Regions from separate parts of the Mus musculus genome. Here all the other regions are linked to region 1. The links are chromatin contacts, called in public Hi-C, HiCAR-type, HiChIP or PLAC-seq and promoter capture Hi-C maps. All regions are on one chromosome and are shown on one strand. The core of a region is the stretch at or near the end of the contact, and the rest is flanking DNA. Distances in the headings are between cores, read along the strand shown. Region 1 holds the start of Dut (deoxyuridine triphosphatase). Region 2 has its middle 12 kb from the start of Mir147. Region 3 holds the start of Spata5l1 (spermatogenesis associated 5-like 1). Region 4 holds the start of Bloc1s6os (biogenesis of lysosomal organelles complex-1, subunit 6, pallidin, opposite strand). Region 5 has its middle 30 kb from the start of 4930417H01Rik. Region 6 holds the start of Shf (Src homology 2 domain containing F).

The links. Promoter capture Hi-C pulls out the DNA fragments that hold promoters and counts their contacts. Hi-C and Micro-C count contacts between places; a contact is called where the count stands out from the background. HiCAR-type assays count read pairs that join an accessible place to other places. HiChIP or PLAC-seq counts read pairs in DNA pulled down with a chosen protein or histone mark.
Region 2: a contact with region 1 is called in a Hi-C map of pro-B cells, with 8 times the contacts expected there. The contact joins the enhancer-like site here to the promoter of Dut in region 1. A contact is called at or near these places in 4 of 39 promoter capture datasets (cranial neural crest, hippocampal neurons and liver), 2 of 484 Hi-C or Micro-C datasets (B cells and pro-B cells), 4 of 115 datasets of contacts at active chromatin or transcription factors (embryonic stem cells, large pre-B cells and pro-B cells) and 1 of 9 other capture datasets (embryonic stem cells).
Region 3: a HiCAR-type map of astrocytes shows a contact between it and region 1, with 10 times the contacts expected there. The contact joins the promoter of Spata5l1 here to the promoter of Dut in region 1. A contact is called at or near these places in 5 of 39 promoter capture datasets (cranial neural crest, embryonic stem cells, hippocampal neurons and 1 more), 9 of 115 datasets of contacts at active chromatin or transcription factors (acute myeloid leukemia, astrocytes, embryonic forebrain and 6 more) and 1 of 9 other capture datasets (embryonic stem cells).
Region 4: a promoter capture Hi-C map of embryonic stem cells shows a contact between it and region 1, with 10 times the contacts expected there. The contact joins the promoter of Bloc1s6os here to the promoter of Dut in region 1. A contact is called at or near these places in 4 of 39 promoter capture datasets (cranial neural crest, embryonic stem cells, liver and 1 more), 1 of 484 Hi-C or Micro-C datasets (the G1E-ER4 cell line), 6 of 115 datasets of contacts at active chromatin or transcription factors (embryonic forebrain, embryonic stem cells, forebrain and 3 more) and 1 of 9 other capture datasets (adipose tissue).
Region 5: an H3K27ac HiChIP or PLAC-seq map of large pre-B cells shows a contact between it and region 1, with 8 times the contacts expected there. The contact joins the enhancer-like site here to the promoter of Dut in region 1. A contact is called at or near these places in 1 of 484 Hi-C or Micro-C datasets (B cells) and 3 of 115 datasets of contacts at active chromatin or transcription factors (large pre-B cells, pro-B cells and stem cell-derived neural progenitor cells).
Region 6: a Hi-C map of B cells shows a contact between it and region 1, with 8 read pairs. The contact joins the promoter of Shf here to the promoter of Dut in region 1. A contact is called at or near these places in 4 of 39 promoter capture datasets (hippocampal neurons, liver, maxillary cranial neural crest and 1 more), 6 of 484 Hi-C or Micro-C datasets (B cells, CD8 T cells, the G1E-ER4 cell line and 3 more), 8 of 115 datasets of contacts at active chromatin or transcription factors (astrocytes, embryonic forebrain, embryonic stem cells and 2 more) and 1 of 9 other capture datasets (embryonic stem cells).

Annotation. Positions count from the first base shown.
Region 1 is chr2:125,246,169-125,249,004 of GRCm38.p6, reverse strand. It overlaps Dut (deoxyuridine triphosphatase), which reads right to left and starts at 1,490. Exons shown (of 6, transcript NM_023595.6): 1 at 1,109-1,490. The coding sequence starts at 1,257.
Region 2 is chr2:122,651,137-122,653,900 of GRCm38.p6, reverse strand. No RefSeq gene overlaps it. Among named protein-coding and RNA genes, the nearest start is that of Mir147, 12 kb to the right of the region's middle. Within about 2 kb of position 1,355, at least 165 of the 459 cell types and tissues checked have an H3K27ac peak or open chromatin away from gene starts, as enhancers often do. A contact at or near this core is called in B cells and pro-B cells, where this site is marked.
Region 3 is chr2:122,629,093-122,631,911 of GRCm38.p6, reverse strand. It overlaps Spata5l1 (spermatogenesis associated 5-like 1), which reads right to left and starts at 1,287. Exons shown (of 3, transcript NM_001033256.4): 1 at 153-1,287. The coding sequence starts at 1,226.
Region 4 is chr2:122,737,030-122,739,763 of GRCm38.p6, reverse strand. It overlaps Bloc1s6os (biogenesis of lysosomal organelles complex-1, subunit 6, pallidin, opposite strand), which reads left to right and starts at 1,402. Exons shown (of 2, transcript NR_156706.1): 1 at 1,402-1,682. Bloc1s6 (biogenesis of lysosomal organelles complex-1, subunit 6, pallidin) reads right to left here and starts at 1,259. Exons shown (of 5, transcript NM_019788.3): 1 at 1,060-1,259. The coding sequence starts at 1,141.
Region 5 is chr2:122,671,715-122,674,472 of GRCm38.p6, reverse strand. No RefSeq gene overlaps it. Among named protein-coding and RNA genes, the nearest start is that of 4930417H01Rik, 30 kb to the left of the region's middle. Within about 2 kb of position 1,437, at least 49 of the 459 cell types and tissues checked have an H3K27ac peak or open chromatin away from gene starts, as enhancers often do. A contact at or near this core is called in pro-B cells, where this site is marked.
Region 6 is chr2:122,367,743-122,370,442 of GRCm38.p6, reverse strand. Shf (Src homology 2 domain containing F) reads left to right here and starts at 1,296. Exons shown (of 7, transcript NM_001374011.1): 1 at 1,296-1,796. The coding sequence starts at 1,311.

The sequences.
Region 1 (2,836 bases), core at 241-2,740:
TCTTTTAGCTTTAGAAAGATGGCTTCAGGCCCTTAATCCTAGCACCTAGGCAGAGCAAGAAGACAAAACCCTGAATGTGGGAGTGGGGAACAGGGAGATGCCAACATTGTCTCTGCTATGTGTTCTGTGGTTTTTGTCTCTGAAAGTGAAGGCTGGCAAATTAGCATGAGGAGCAGGAAGGCAGACTTAATTCATAGAAAGAATATGAAAAGCCAACCAAAGAGCAAACATCTAACACTCAATGGGCCTCACTCCGCTAGGCACACTTCGAGCCTGCGAACGCATATAAACCTATACTTTACTTTTGTAACGCTTCTCTTGATGAGAATGAACCTCCCGAAGAAAATGTTAAAAAAACACAGGTGAGAGGCAGAGATGCACTGCATTCCCCCTGCCTTCCACGCTATGGCTGTGAACTTCAGTGGCCGAAGAGAGCTGGTCTCCCAGAGCAGCTCTTGGGGGTGGACTCTGATCACAAGCGATTTTAGAAAGTCCATCTACCAAATACTACTGTAGTCTCTTATTACTGCAGCTCCCTTCCTGATCCAACGAAACTTCAGACTTTACAATGAGCAGCGCTGGAAGTCTGGCATGTGGTAGAAGAGTACGTTCAGTCACACGGAATTTTCACTCTGTAACATCAGCCATTCCCAATACACAGCAAACACCCGCTTATGTAGAAAATGGCCATAGTATCTAATTTCTCCCAAGACAGGGCATGTTAGATGCATACATTCAGGTCATTAGGCTTGGTGACTTTACACTGAGCCACCTCATAAGCTAGCCCTGGATGGAGCTCCTTAAGTTCCCAGTCCTTGGACGGGATAAGAGAAGTACACAGCTTCCATAGATCCTTTTCCTAGACTTTAACGTGCACACTGCAGACAGTCACACTTCGGTCAAGAATAAGCCTTGCACATCCGGACCTTCCACTTGGAAAGGGTGGAGCGCACGCTGCACAGTAACGCTTTGGAAATGTTATAACCCTTTACTTTCCGCTCGCCCAAACCCCTACTGAATTTGCTCAAGGTGAACTCAGGTCTCTGCGGAGCCACGACTGCACCCGGGCTCGGTGTTTGCATTCCTGCCGTCGGGCCACGGCTCTCACCTGAATAGGTCGTAGCCGGCAGCGCGCGCGGACCCGCGGGTGGGCGCCGTGGCGTGCTCCGAGAGCCGCACGAAGCGCAGAGAAGCGCCATCCTCCGCTCGAGCCCTCTTGGAGGCAGAGACGGCCGCGGCATCTTCCGAGCAGGGCATGGCGGCGGGCGTGGAAAAAGCAGAAAGCAATGAGCGTGCGAGAGCCTACCCGCCGAAAATCTCCCGCCTGGACGAGCCCACCGCGCAGGACAGGGGACGCGGCCTTCCGCAAAGGGCTCGAGCGCGGCCTAGAGGAGGCACCGACCTCGCCAGGCTCCCCTCCTCGGGGTCCGCAATGGACTCGTCCCCGCGCTGCAGGCCAGGCCCTGGCTCACCGTTACCTGCTCAGACCAGGGCTCCCTCCAAGCGCGCTCCCGCTCCAACTCCCCCACTAGCGCGCTCTCTCGAACTGCCCTAATCCTCCCCACCCCGTGCGCGCTCCCGCCCCTGCCCCCCACCCCCTCACCAGCGCGCGCGCTCCCGGCCGGAGCTCCTCGGCTTCCTCGGCAGCTCCGGCTCCGCGCCGACCCGAGCGCACGCCCGCGGAGCAGAGCGGCCTGCAGGCGGGCGCGCAGCAGCACGCTTAGGAGAGGCATGGCGCTGGAGGCCCTGCAGGCCCTGAGGCCGCTGCCCCGCCCCGCGCTCCGCCTAGCGGCCCTCCTACGTGCTTTTCCTCGCCCTGACCTGAACAGATCTTTTGCCTTCCACCACCGGACCTGCAGGGCATTTTAAAATTCCTTGACCTCAGCCAAAGCAACAAGGAGCCAACCCCCACCCCCACCCCCACCCCCACCCCCACCCCCACCCCCTCGCCGGTAGTTGGGAGTCAAACTTTTTTTTTCCAGAGAGGATAATTAAAGATCTTTCTGGAGTCTCCGGTTTTATCTGGACTATACCATAAACACGTGGAACTCAAGTTGTGGTGCACTTCGATTTTCAAGATAAATAGAAGGCCCAAGGCACTTTTATAGAAATACCGACTATACATATTGGGGCGATTGGTTCCCCTGATGGGTGTGCAATACACTACACTTCTTGAAGCTCTTTTAAAGCATCTGTTATTGTGCAGTCCCACGATGTGTCTGTGTGTCTTGCAGGTCATTGCCAGTGCGAGGTTATCTTCTCCTTGTTCCTTCCACCTTTAGGTGGGTTTAGGGTTAGACCTGTGGTGGCCAGGCTCTTTACTCTCAGAATGTTTTTATTTACATTTCTTCTTATTACAGTCTGCACATGCATGTATTTTCTTGCCTAATGTCTACTTGTTGGTTAGATTCAAAGTCCATGAGGGAAATTGATCCAGCCTTTGTATTCTTGGAGTCTAACCGTGAGTTTCAAAAGCCCTCACAGGTGCGCCTGCCCCCCCCTCTTCCCTTCCCCCCTCCCTTTTCTCTTCTCCCCCTCCCCTTCTCCCTCCCCACTCTCCCTCTCCCTTCTACTGCTTCAGCACCATGCCCGCCTGCTCCACACCATGATAATGGACTAACCCTCTGAAACGGTAAGAAAGCCCCCAGTTAAATGCTGTCTTTATAGAGTTGCCTTGGTCATGGTGTCTCTTCACAGCAGTAGAACACTAAGACAGATGGTGATCGCATTGTTTAGTAAGGAGGGCTCCTGTGCATTATTTCTTCTCAGAAATCTTAATATTGGTGCTTAATCCTTTAAAACAAGATTATTGTTGGGCCTGGAGAGATGGTTCAGC
Region 2 (2,764 bases), core at 106-2,605, 2.6 Mb after region 1:
TGATAGGTAGATAGATGATGATAGATATGATAGGTAGATAGATAGATAGATGATGATAGATAGATATGATAGGTAGATAGATAGATAGATGATGATAGATATGATAGGTAGATAGATAGATAGATAATGACAGAAAATTATAAGAAAAATGGTGTAAAACATTTATGGTGGAAATCTAGTGGGGAGTGTGAAAGTTCTTTTTATAACTTTTACACACTTGGAATTACTCCAAAAATTAGTTGTGAGCATAAAAGTATATTTACACATTACAGTCTCTACCCTATACAGCTCTAAACTTGCAGTTTTCCATATGTTAGTGAACATAAGCTATGCCCTAGCATTTCCTGGCCTGGCCTCTGCTATCTGGTTACCCCTCACCTGCAGGATGCCACACATCCTTGCCATTTTTAATGGGTACACTTCACACAGCCGTAGATTCTTCGTTCATATTTTAATATCAGGTGGTTTTCCTTCATGTTCTTCTCCTTAAAAGCACATTGCTCCCAACACCACTGTGTCTTTGTTGGGAATATTTCCCACAGTGGGCCATCAGGGTACCGTGGCCCTGTACACAGGCTGCCAGACTGCACTCAGCAAAGCTGAACAGATATACTTCTGTTTCCCTATGACTCTATAGTGGCTTCGTACTCTGACTTGTTTTTGAGAACTGGGTTGCGTATAATATGATCTCAAGCTAGTTTATCTTGATGTTCACGTCGTTCTCAACACTGAGTTGTCTGCTGAGAGAGGAGCCCCCTCCGAACCACTGTTCAGACCGGCTGTGGTGGGGGTGGGGGATGGGGTGAGGGTGGGGTGAAGGGGTAGGGGGTGGACGCCTGCTTTGGGCCCAGTGGCACCTGCTGTCTGTGTGTTTGGTCCTGTCTCTTTCCTCCCATAGCCTTATAACTAACTTTCTGTGTGCTATTGGGAAAGTATTTCTTCCACTCTGAGGCCAAAGCTCTGTGAAGACCTAGTCTGTGCTGTCAATTGATCACTTACACGTGGCCTGTGTCTGTTGTTTAAATATCCACTGAGTCCGAAGCTATCTGAAGATCTTGTGATTACAGATGGCAGAGGTTGGCTGCAGTATGAAAACTTCACAAGTGTTCACCATTAATCACATTCCGTGTTCTGGGTCCTCTGTAATAAAGAGGAGGTGTGTAGGAAAGGAAAGAAAATGAGGATCTTAGAAGTGAACGTTGAGGACAGCTGTGAACTGTGACCCTTGCCTCTGCTTCGGTGCACTCACCTTTCCTTCCTGTGACCGAGACTTGCGGCAGGGACAGCTGTTTCCTCCTATCATGGGGTTGAAGCTGTAGAGAACATCCTGCCCTCAAGACCAGAACAAGCCTGCGGTGAGCTCCGAGGCAGGCGGTGACTCAAATCCAGAGAAGCAGGAAGTTTGGTGTGAGGGGAGAACTCAGAGCTGGCTACACTGAACTTCCCAATCCCAGCCCAGCGCTGAGGGTCACAGGTCTCAGTGAGAAGGGCAGAGCACCCACTTCTCAGTAGAGGAAGAGTGGGCAAGAGCTCTCTGCCGAGGGCTGCCTGCCTTAGGTCTGGCAGAAAGGAAGAAAGGGTGACGTGCTGTTTAAAGTATGCTCCGGAAGGTGCCTGGGGCTTAGTCAGTGCTGAACTCAGGCTTAGCCAAGTGATTCTCAGAAGTCTCTCAATGAGAGGAAACACATCTCCCAAGTGCTAGCCCTGGTACCATCCTCAAAGGGAATTTAGGAATAGGAGAGGTATCTTTGTTATGCAAAGCATCATCTACCGAAACTTACCACCATGGGCGTCTGAATTTTCCAACTCCCCTCTGGCTATGGAGGACACACCCAGTGTGCCCAATGTGTAAGGGCAATAGAGCAGGTCCTGCCCAGGCCTTTCTTGGGGCTGGGACCCTGAGAGGATATCCTTCCCCACTACCAGTTCCTCCACTGCCTGAGGTCTCCCAGGACCAGTACAGGGTGAGGTTCCAGGCTGGTGTGAAAGACCTTAGGGCCAGCCAGGCAAGGCCTGTAGGTCTTCACCAGTAAGGGCAAGGTGATGTTCCCTCTAAGGCTCAGCCTCCAAAGCTGCCCTAGGCACTTTTTAGGACTCATAGCTGATGATATTAATCCTGCCAGCCACAGAGATAGAGGGTCTCTCCTTGATCTCTTCCTGGTTTGCTCAGTTCCCCTTTCTCCTGATCACCTTAGTTTCTATCACTGTAGCCTCAACATATTGGAGTGCTAAGAGACCAATGACAGCCTAGAAGCCTTCTTTTCTCAGGTGCACACCTTTGCTGTGGTGTTGGGAAGTGTCCCTCGGTGGCTGTATGTCCCTTGGTCCCTGCATGGTGCTGGGGAGTCTTTAGAGGTGGGGTCTAGTTCTGATTTTTCCTTGGCCATTCCAATGCATTCTCTCTCTCTCTCTCTCTCTCTCTCTCTCTCTCTCTCTCTCTCTCTCTCTCTCTCTCTCTCTCACACACACACACACACACACACACACACACCCATTTCCTCTGCCATTGCTTTGGCTGATCATGGCTCTCCTGTGGACTGCTGGCATTGATCTTTGGTCTTCAAAGTCTCTATCAATGCATACCTGCCACCTCTGCTTGTGACAGCCATGTCTCTACTGAAGTATCATCTCCGTCTTTAGCTTAAGTTCCTTGTCTGCTTCCTTTGTGGCTTATGATAATAATCTGCGTTTTCAGTCTCTCCCACTTCATTCCTGATGTGAAAAATCCCATGCAGTAAACTCCTTCAGTTTCCCAGCAGCTATC
Region 3 (2,819 bases), core at 38-2,537, 2.6 Mb after region 1:
TGCATGCATCAGGATTAGTTACTTCAACAAAGCAAATGACCATCCTGCTTCCCAGAACGATTTGAACCCAGGTTCTAGCTTGCATGTGACAAGTGATCTACAACTCCTGCCTGACCCAACATTCCAAAAAGGCGAGCTTTCAGGAACTTTACCTCTCTGTCAAACCTGCCCGGCCTGCGAAGCGCTGGGTCTAACTCGTCTGGCCGGTTGGTGGCTCCCACAACCACAAACTCCCTGTCCCTGTGGATGCCGTCCAGCAGCGTCAACACCTGGGCCACCACTCGGCTCTCGGGAGCTCGGTGCGGGCCGCCTCTCCGGGGACACAGGGCATCCACTTCGTCCAGGAAGAGGAGGCTGGGTCCGCGGCTGGCCAGCTCCTGGGCTCGTTGGAAGATGCGCCGCACGTTCTCCTCGGTCTCCCCGGGCCGGGAGCCCTGCAACGCCGGGGCGCTCACCGCCAGCAGCTCGGCGCCAGTCTCGCGCGCCACGGCCCGCACTAACTGGGTCTTGCCCACTCCCGGGGGGCCCGCCAGGAGCACCCCGCGGGGCACAGCCAGCCCCAGCGCGGCTAGGGCGAGCGGGTAGCGCAGCGGCAGGCGGAGCAGCTCCCGTAGGGAGTCGGCGGTCTCCGACAGACCCCCAAGGGTCACCTCCCCGGGAGGCTCGACCTGTGGCGGAGGCTTGTCACTGAGCGTGATGCGGGTATGCGGTGTGACCCACCCGCCGGGCTCTGGGTCCGGTGTCCCGCCCATCACGTGCAGAGCTGCGACAGGGCCGGGGACACCCGGCGGGGTGGTCACCACGTGTCCCCGAGACACAGGCCGGTTGCGCAGCAGCTCGTGCACTACCTCCAGCACCGCGGCGGAACTCGGGGCTCCCGCCTGGGGCCGCAGCACCGGCCACACCTCTAGGCGCCGCAGGGGCGGACAGGGCACGGGTTGCAAGCAGTCCATACCTATCCTCCCCGTGGCCACCCGGGCCCCGGGGCTAGCGCACTGCGGGTCCAGCTGCACAAAGCCATCCACCCTGTCGCGCCGCGGCCAGGCCGTGCAGAGGCAGCAGCCGCCGGCGGGCAACGAGATCCTCAGCGGCGAGCCCAGGCGCGCACCCAAGCTGCGGAAGGCGGCCGGCCCCAGGCGGCAGCGCTGGGTGTCCCGGTCCCGGGGATCCACCGGCAGCAGCTTCAAAAGTTGTCCGTCGGGGAAGGGCCCCGAGTCCGGAGCCATGACTCGGGGAACCACGCCGGGGAAAGCCCGGCAGCAATCCACCCGGCTGCCGGATGCAGGCGGCGCGCATGCGCCAAGAAGGAACAAGCCTCTGATTGACGGTCGAAAGGACTTCTGGGAAAGTGAGAAAAGCCTGGCTCTCCATAAACATCAGACGCCCGGTAGTCGGTCCAAGAGCCTCAATGAAAAGGTCTCCGCTGGCATCTGACAGACATACGGCTGCTCCATTAGGCCATAAGAGTTTTCATTTTGTGAAGTAAAAAGATTTCTTAAGGAAAAAAAGAAAACCCAAACTGCTGACAAGGTGTAACGTGCTTACAGATATAAACAAGGTGTAAATAAAATACCCGCCAAATTAATCATGATACTCGCATCTTATGAAAGATCTTTTATCCTCGTTCCAAAGACTTGGAGCGTCTAGAAATGGGAAAGAAGACATTAATAATAAGACATAATAACCATCTTCAATATGTAAAGGGATGTGTGTGAAAGCTAGCGTGCGTGTGGATAGCTGTGGTAAAGAACTGACCAGGAAACGGAAGTTTAATAGGGTGATCTTAAGAGGTTTTTCTCTGCATATTTTGACCATGGTCGCATGAAAGGTACAGCTGAGAGTCATAACTGATGCCCACTGAGGCAATTAGAGTGAACTTAACCTTTCAGATTTCAGCACTGATTTAAAACAGGGGTAGAGGCTAAGTTAGTGGGGATATGGTGTGGAGGACAGTACATGTTTTTTCGTGTTGCATAAAGAGGCTGATCCCGTTCAGGGCCAAACTATAAAGTTCTCTGACCTTGGCCAAGAAATATACAGCATCCCCACTAAAACAGCCACTCCCCTCCTTGTGTCACAAATATCAGGAAGGGATTGTGTTTCTGGGCCCTCAACTCATTCACACATTCTCAGTAAAACTATAGATTATCTTTCCCAGGCAGCCTTAACCCATCCTGCTCCTCTGAGTCAGACCATTTTCATTGTATTGTTTCAGTCATCCATACATCTGAATTCATCATACTTACAATCTTGCAGGAAACCATTCTAAGCTTGCTGTGATGGTTCATACCTATATCACAACATTTGGGAGACTAAATAAGGATTAGAACAATTTATAGTTCTACCTGGGCTACTTAGTGAGGTCTAGGCAAGCCTAAACTACAGAATGGAGAAAGGTATCGAAAGAAAGAAAGAAAGAAAGAAAGAAAGAGAGAGAGAGAGAGAGAGAGAGAGAGAGAGAGAGAGAGAGAAAGAAAGAAAGAAAGAAAGAAAGAAAGAAAGAAAGAAAGAAAGAAAGAAAGAAAGAAAGAAAGAAAGAAAGAAAGAAAGAAAGAAAGAAAGAAAGAAAAAGAAAACCTTGAAAAGAAAAACATAATAACAGTTCTGTGGTCCTTTTGTTGGTTACAGGACTCCAAATTTGGCAATTTTATGAGCACTATTTAAAGCAACAAACGTGTGCACCACTAGAGGGAGTCCAGAACCAACAAATGAAGGCCGAGGGCCCTTGGCGGACCGGACATTTGCAACCGAAGCTTCCGCTAGATTTTCCTCAGGGTTCACACAGTATGTATTTTTTTTTTTTTTTTTTTTAGTATGTA
Region 4 (2,734 bases), core at 153-2,652, 2.5 Mb after region 1:
GATTCATGCCTGGAGCTTGTGTTGGGGCAGTAAAGTTACAACAATGGACACACCATGCTGTGAGAATGAGAGACTAGCGGTGGTAGCTTTACACTGCTGAGGGGAGATAGATGCTAATGCCCTGCGGAATCCTCTACATGAAACAGAGGGAACTGAATCCAAGAGTGCAAATTCAGTTTCATGGGAGAGTAAGCTCACACCATTATCAAGAAGATCAGACAGCTGAGGCTAGGGATCTAGCTCTGTAGTAGAGCACTTGTTTAACATGAAATAAGTCCTGAGTTGAACCTGCAGCTAGCACCTATCCCTATCTCTGCCCTACTCTCTGACATCTGCTTTTATTTATATGCATACCACCCATTCGTTATGTGCAGAAAGAGAGAAAGAGGGGGAGAAGGGAGGGGAAGGGAGAAAGAGAGAGGCCCAGGTTCCAAGTAGGTACTACAGAGTATTACTAATGTGACTGAACAAGTCATGAAAGGGATATGTCATTAAAGAAAAGCACTGCCAGGAAATGCTGGGTTATTTGTAGCTTCCTATTTCTGAAACGCAGAGATTATTTTTAGAAGCTCCATCTAGCTTCTCTCATATGAACCAATGCTCACAGAAAATGATTTGAGTGGTGTTTTCAATCTCACAAAAACGATGGTATAAACAGTGCCCATCTGCCTATATAGCAAATTAACTGCTTCGTCCAACGGACGCCTTCGGGCATCAATGCTTAAATTTCTTCTGGAAATGTGCGGACGGCTGCTGGAGTCTCGGATGAAGTAATGTCACCTAGGAGGTCAGAGTATTTCATGAGTAGACACTATTGTACAGTTTCCTAAAAATCTACCTTCTCTCTGGCAGACTGATCGCCAACCACTAACCCTGTGACAAACAGTTGAAAAGCAACACAAACGCAAACCTTTAACACAAACCGCACCCAACAGTGCGTTTCCTCGCGGGACCAGGGTTGCCTGGCCAGGATGCTCTAGGCAGGAGGGTCGCCTGCGCTGGAGTCCCACCCACTCGAACCCGGCCCCTGTGGGCAGTCGCCCCGCAAAACAGCCGTACCCGGCGTGGGCTCGCCGGCCTCCAGGCTGTCGGAAGGCCCCGTAAGGACCCCGTCTGGAGGCGGTGGCTCAGGAACACTCATATCCCCGCACTGGGCGCTGCGTGAGGCGAGTGCTGTGGAGAAGTCACAGGCAAAGAAACCTAACGCGTTCCAGAGTCCATCCGGACGAAAGCCGCCGAGGCACACGGAAGTGACGAAAGCGGAAAACCTCGCTTTCCGACGCAGAACGTTACTGCAAGTCCGGAACGCCCGCCCCCCCCCGCCCCCCCCGTGTCAGCGCCCTAGGCGCAGCCGTGCGCGTGCGGGTTCGGTTTCACAGAGGGTGGCCGGCGGAACCCGGAAGAGAGGTTAGAGGACCGGATGTCGCCATAACCGTGTGAATGTCCCCAGTGTTGTGTCCAGTTTATAACTCGGGCCGCTAAGTGAGTCAATACGAACTCTGAGCTTGAGCGTTGCTGAGGATCTCTTCCAGTGCTTGGAAATGACGTAAAGGCTTTCTTGGAGCATCATTTGGACAAATTAAGTCAAATTACCAAAAGCACATGCTGGGCTCCTGTAAGATGATATCATGAGTTCTAAAGGAAAGTATGTAGACTTGGACAGACTCAGCTCCACAGCAAATGTAAGGATTCTCGACCCTTTTGTAAACTCTGACCTCTAGTAGCATCTCTAGTTGCTCCTCAGGTTACCTGTTCAGTTTTCCATATTGTAGCCAAAGCTATCTCAAAAAAAAAAAAAAAAACTAATATAAATAAACAAATAATGCCATGCCCCTGGAATGCACTGGCTCCCTATTGTCACCATCTTATGTTCAGTTTCACTTTAGCCACTTTTCAAGGGTAACTTCTCAACTCTCCACGGTAGAATGTCCACAGACTAATCCTTGAGACTTCTAAATATATTAGAGGGCATGGCAACGAATAAAAGCTACTAGTTAACATAACCTTAAAATAGGAAGGGTACTCCAAGGACCCAAGGTAACAGTCTGTAAAACTGATGGGGTGGGGCTGTCTGAAAAAAGATTTGATTACAAAGGATGATTAAACAAACACTGATGGGTTTGAAGACAGAGGAAGGGAGTCATTATTCTGGATGGTGGGTGACCTCCAGAAAAATTGGTAACCAATTCCTCCCCTAAAGCTTTTGTAATGGAACTCAACCCTGTGAGGTTGCTGAACTATAGAATGTGTAATAATTAGTGTTGTCATACAAATAGGAAAACAATTTATTACTCTTCAAACATCTTGTGCAATCTGGGCATTGTACGCTGTCCATTGTGCTTGTTCCTGTTTCAAACTAGAGTATCTTTTTCAAAGGCCTATTCATCTTTTAAGTGCTCTAGGATAATATCTTTTTTATTGTTTTGTTTCACAAGGTGAGGTGTCCTGTAGCCTAATCTGGCCTTAGACTCAATATGTAATTAGGGATGGCCTTGAATTCTTGGTCCTCCAGCAGACACGAGCCAGCACACTCAAACACACCTTTACTGTGGACACCATTCATTATCTCATTATTTCCTCCCTTTCATTCAGCAGTCACAGTGAAGACATTTCACAACAACAAACATCCTCCTGCCATTTAGCACTGAGCTCCTCCTTGCATTCATTATTTTATGTTTTCTTCTTTTGAATTAAAAATGACAAATAGAAACTCTTATGCATAGAGTACCAAAAT
Region 5 (2,758 bases), core at 188-2,687, 2.6 Mb after region 1:
CTCAGTTCAATACACCCACACCCAGAGTCATAGCCTGAAAATAGCTGTTCTCTGGGGTGAGCACTGACTAGAGATATCTCTGTCACATCACGTGTGACAGACAGAATGTGAGTTCTGGGAGCTCTGTTAGTCTAGTCTCCTGCACTGGGTGGTCGCCACGCCCCATCCAGTTGTCTCCTCTTTCTCCCCTCACCAACACCTGCACCCCATCCCCCCATCTATGCACCTCATGTTTGCTAGGTTACCTCAGACCTCCACCCATGCCCACTTATCTATTCACCTAAACTGCTCCACTTCTCAGTCACACTGGATCCTTCCTCCTATTTCTTGGCAGACTTCAACACCAAGCTTATCCATAGCCTATGCAGAGTCCATTTGGCTACAAGCACCTTAAGAACAAGATCAATATTTCAGCCCAGCGACTCCATCTTTGCTCAACGAGCGATAAGTCAATGAATCCAGATTGTAGACAAGCATGGGATTCTCTCCCTGACGCCAGCTCATGGGAGTAACCAGCATGCTCCAGGACTCTGTGGCCTGGTGTGATGGCTACTTCTGCTGTTAAACTAAACTTAATTAAAATTCAATATTACTATAGGATCTAGCCTCTTTTTTCTCCCATGTGTAAGCTCAAAGAACAAAGCAAGCCACGTGCCCTGAGTTCGTCTCTGGATTCCACCCTTCTTCCCCTGTAACCCCTTTTAATCCTAATTTATCTGCCTCGGTTTATTCAAAATATCCCCATGAGGTCTCCAATGCCCTTCCAACTGACAAAGCCCTTAGAGTTCTTTGAGTAGATTTTTGTTTTCTTTATTGAAGTCTCCTATGATTCAAACATCAAGACAATATAAAACAAACACACACACACACAGAGAAACAGACACACACAGAGAGAGAGAAAGGGAGAGAGAGAGGAAGAGAGAGAGAGCAATATCTCAAGTCAGCCCCCACTGTATACACTTGTGTTAGCTGCTTCTTAAGTCACTTCTCCCAAAGGGTAACTGCCCATTCTCTCCCTACCACACAGGACAGCACGCACAGACACACACCGCTGCTCAGCTGCTTTGCCGTCTGTGGCCTTCCATATCAGCACCTCCAGAGCCTTCTCAGGCTTGCTCCCCAAGTCCCAAAAGGATCGATCTGCCCACTCTGCCTCTGGGGACTTGGCTCCTGACACCACACTGGTTCTGCGCCTATACCCTTTCCTGCTTCTCCTCTCACCTCACTTCTCTGAGCTCTTATGGGGAGCCCTTGCCTCGCCTGGTTCCTGCAGTGCCCTCCAAAGCCCTGTGCTTCCCTCCAATGCTCAGCCTGTGAGGTGTTTGAATACTTGGTTCTCGGTGGGTTGTGCTGTTTGGGAAGATGTAGAGGGTGTGGCCTTTCTGGAAGAAGTACATCACTGGTGTTGGGCTTTGAGGTTTCAAAATTTGCTCCCTCTGTTTCCTGTTTGTGGTTCAAGATGTGGGCCCCCAGCTCTCAGCTTCCAGCTCCTGCTGCCTGCTGCCTTTACCCTGCCATCTTGAACTCTAAAATGCTAAGCCCAGGTAAGCCCGCCCGCCCTTCTTTCAGCAGCTGTGTTCCGCAGTAGGAAAGTAACTAGCACAGCTTGTAAAATTCAGCCCTTCCTGGGGAAATTTCCCAGGAAGCAGGAGCAGATGGCTGAGACTTTCCATTAGGCACAACTAGCTACGAGTTAGTGCACAACTAGCTACAAGTTAGTGCACAACTAGCTACGAGTTAGTGTGGAGCCTTCTGCATCCACGGCTGCCCTGCTCATTCTCACAGCCACCAAAAAACCAAAACAGACAAAAAACAACAAGGGGGACCTGCAGCTCCCAGATCACCTTCTGCTCTTTATGGGCATCCTCAGGCACTCAGACATCCCACCTTTGGAGAAAACAGTGCCCTTGCATTTCATCTAGCTTAAATTTTGAAAGCAATTAATAATAATGAGAAAGGCACAGCCAGAAAGAAAAGAGACACAGTGCATGAATATCAGAGGGAAGGAGCCTGGGGAGGTGGCTCCGCGGATAAAGGCATAAAGCAGATAAAGGCCACCAAACCTGAGCACCTCCATTCACTCCCAAAACCTACCTGGTGGAAGGAGACACAGACTCTTCTAAGATGTTCTCTGATACCCATCCACCCTCCACAAGTACACCGCAGCATGTGCATGGGTGCCCCGACCCAGAAATAAATACATAAATGTAAAAAAAAGAAAAAAGAAAGAAAGAAAGAGAGAGGGGGGGAGGGAGGGAGGAAGGGAGGGGGGAAGGAGGGAGGGAGGGAGAGAGACAGAGAGAAAGAGAGAGAGAGAGAGAGAGAGAGAGAGAGAGAGAGAGAGAGAGAGAGAGAGAGAGAGAGAGAGAGAAAGAAAAAAGGAAGGGTCGAGCAAGAGAGCAAGAGCAGCAGCTATGGCTGCCTAGACCTTGGATCAGGCTCTGTGGTAACTTGGGCTACCTCAGTTTCCAGCATTTGCACAGCAGCTGCTGAACACTACCCAAGGGAATATGTAGTGTGGCCGGCACCAACCACATGGTTAATAACCGCTAGTATCCATCCCTTCTATTACTCACACTCGCAGCCCACAGCTGCTCCATTAGCTGTGCAAAGACTGTGGATCTGTGGAGGTTCTGTGTTTCCCTGGCTAGGCACCATCTACTCTTGTAACTGTGCCCCGGGAAACAGGCCCCCTGGTACCAATCCATCTTGGCATCAATTAATGCTAGGGAAAGCAAGAGGATCTTAATGCTTTTAA
Region 6 (2,700 bases), core at 47-2,546, 2.9 Mb after region 1:
ACCAGTAGTGTGGTGGCGCACACCTGCAACCTCAGAACTTGCCTTGGGAAAGCTTGAGCAACAGGATTGCCATGAGTCTGAGCGGAGGCCTGACTGCAAGGTGACTACAGAGCAAGGGCTGTGCTCAGATCGCTCATCACCCTTAATTTGCATGACAACAACCCCTATCACCCTTTCTAAGATAGGACAAGGGCGTGGTCTTGGCCCAGGAGTTGGCAGTCCATTGCCTTTCCCATCCCCTCCCATTGGGTGAGTGAGGAGACCTTCTCCTGTGGGTTAGCTACAATATCCTCAGGAACCTGTCATCTCTATGCTCACCGTTGCATCAGTAGTTAGTATTTTAAACTGTATATTCTGGAATGTAAACCTCTTAGTTTCTCTATTATACCCCATGAAGTGAGGGGAGAAGGAGGGGAGAGGGAGGGGAGGAGGGAGGGGGAGGAAGGGGGAGGAGGGAGAGGGAGAGATGCTGGCCTTCAGGGCTACAATACTTCTGGTGAACCTGCTTCCTTTCTAAGACAAAATTCCAGGCTCTTAGGCATCATCATCGGAGCCCTGAGAAGGTAAGGGGCTGGTGATTGACAACATTAGACCTGTTTCTCGCTTGATTTATTGATCTGTCTGTTTCTATTCTGTCACAGACAGATTGACAAACCCAGGGTGGAGCTTGAGGGATTTCCACAAGAAAGCAGGGCAGCTGTGAGGGCTGCGTGGGCCTGCTGGGGGCCGGTGTAAGCGTGGATGGGGATTGTTTGTGCGAGGGTTGTAAGCATTTGAAGCTGGCGGTTGGGTGTGGAAACATCGGAGCAATGGGTGTCTCTGGAGAACTGATTGCATGCCACGTGAGAAGTTTGCCTGGATAGAAAGGCAACCTAGGTTTGGGTGTGAGTTAAGGGATAGGAAGAGGTAGGCGGTACTCCCAAGGTGAGGGCAGTAATAGGCGCATCTGAAGAGCAGCGTCTTCGAAAATGTTTGGGTCTTTGGGTTTGGGGGAAAGGAATCAGGATGAGCAGGATGTGCCTGGGGACTCATCTTCCCGCGTCTGACACAAACTGGGAGGTGCAAAGAGCAGATGGGACTAGAGAGCGCCCCACAGGAGCACGGGTAACGACATGTGGAGGACTCACCCTCGGCGCAGTTGCTTCCCGCATCCCATCTACTCCTCTCAGAGTCCTCGGGTCCCCGTTAGGCAGCGGGCTCCTCCCCTCGTGTCACTGACGACGAGCCCCGCCCCTCCCGCCGGCGCAGCTCCGCCCCCTCTCGCCCCGCCCCCGCCGCCCGCGGTCTGCTCGCTCAGTTGGGAGGGCCCCATGCTACTGAGCGGAGCTCCTCCTACGGGCTCCGGCCCGGGGCCGAGGGCGCAGGGCAGCGCGGGGGGCGGCCCTGGGGGATCCCGCCGCGGGGCTGGGGGTGCGGGGACCGGCCCGGGAGGGGGCGGCAGCGGTGGAGTCGCAAAGTGGCTGCGGGAGCACCTGGGCTTTCGCGGGGGCGGCGGTGGAGGGGGCGCCAAACCCGCCCCCCCAGAGCCCGACTACCGCCCCCCAGCTCCCTGCCCGGCCGCGCCCCCTGCGCCGCCCCCGGACATCCTGGCCGCCTACCGGCTGCAGCGAGACCGCGACTTCGAGGACCCCTACTCCGGGGGCCCGTCCGCGTCCGCCGCCCTTTCCACCCCTGCGGTCCCTGGCCCCACTCCGCCCCCGCGCCACGGCTCACCCCCGCACCGCCTCATTCGGGTCGAGACCCCCGGCCCCCCAGCACCCCCTCCGGACTCCGGACCCCCTGCCAGCAGCGACAGGGTGAGTGCTGCGCCGGGCGTGGGTGTCCAGGAGGGGTGGTGGTCTGAGGTCTGGAGATTTAGGGAGGGACAAAGGTGGCTTGGCTGGGACTCAGCCTTTCGCAGTCAGTATTTCTAGTTGACATAAGCTTAGTCCCTGACACGGGGGCTCAAATTTTAACCCCTTTGTTAGCTTCTCCACCGACTAATCTGAGTCCCCAAACTCTGCCCTGTTTCCTGTTAGGGCCCGAGGACTAGGGACGACCTCCCTCAATGGCTCTGTCCTCAGCTTTGCAACCCGTCCAACCCTGATCCTGGAACCTTTTTTCTAACGGGCATGGAGAAGCACCCCTCCCTTCCCTTTGCCGGTTTATGGCCTTTGTGCCCTCTCCGGAGCAGCAGCTCCTCTGCCCTTTGATCTCTTGACTCTTCCCTCCACAAAGCTTTTCTCTCCCCCTCCTCTTCCCCTTCTCCTTCCTCCCACCTCCCACCCGGTCCTGGAGTCCAGGCATCTTTGCAGGTCTGAAGCCCAGAAAGGGGCTGAAAACTAAGATTCTTCCGTGAACACAGCGAGCGCTGGCCTTTGCCTTTCCCAGTGGGATTAGGGGGGGGGGGGGACTGTTGTACTCCGGATGCCAAGATGGGCAATGTCCAGCTCTTCCTGAAGAAATTCACCCCTGGGGTACAGGCGCACTCCTTCCAGTGTTCCCCCAAGTATGAGGACACTCGGTGGTCAGGACCTGTTGCCCAGTTAAGGCCGAGTGATGGGGTTCATTCATTATCTCCTCTCTCTAGGCTTTCCTCTTTCTCAGTCCATTCTGAGAGAGACTGGATCTGCAGGCCCTGGAGGAAGACTCCCAATAGTTTGTCTCTCAGGACATCTACCTTCCTTCTTAATTCCAGTTTTATCCTGTCCTGGATGATAA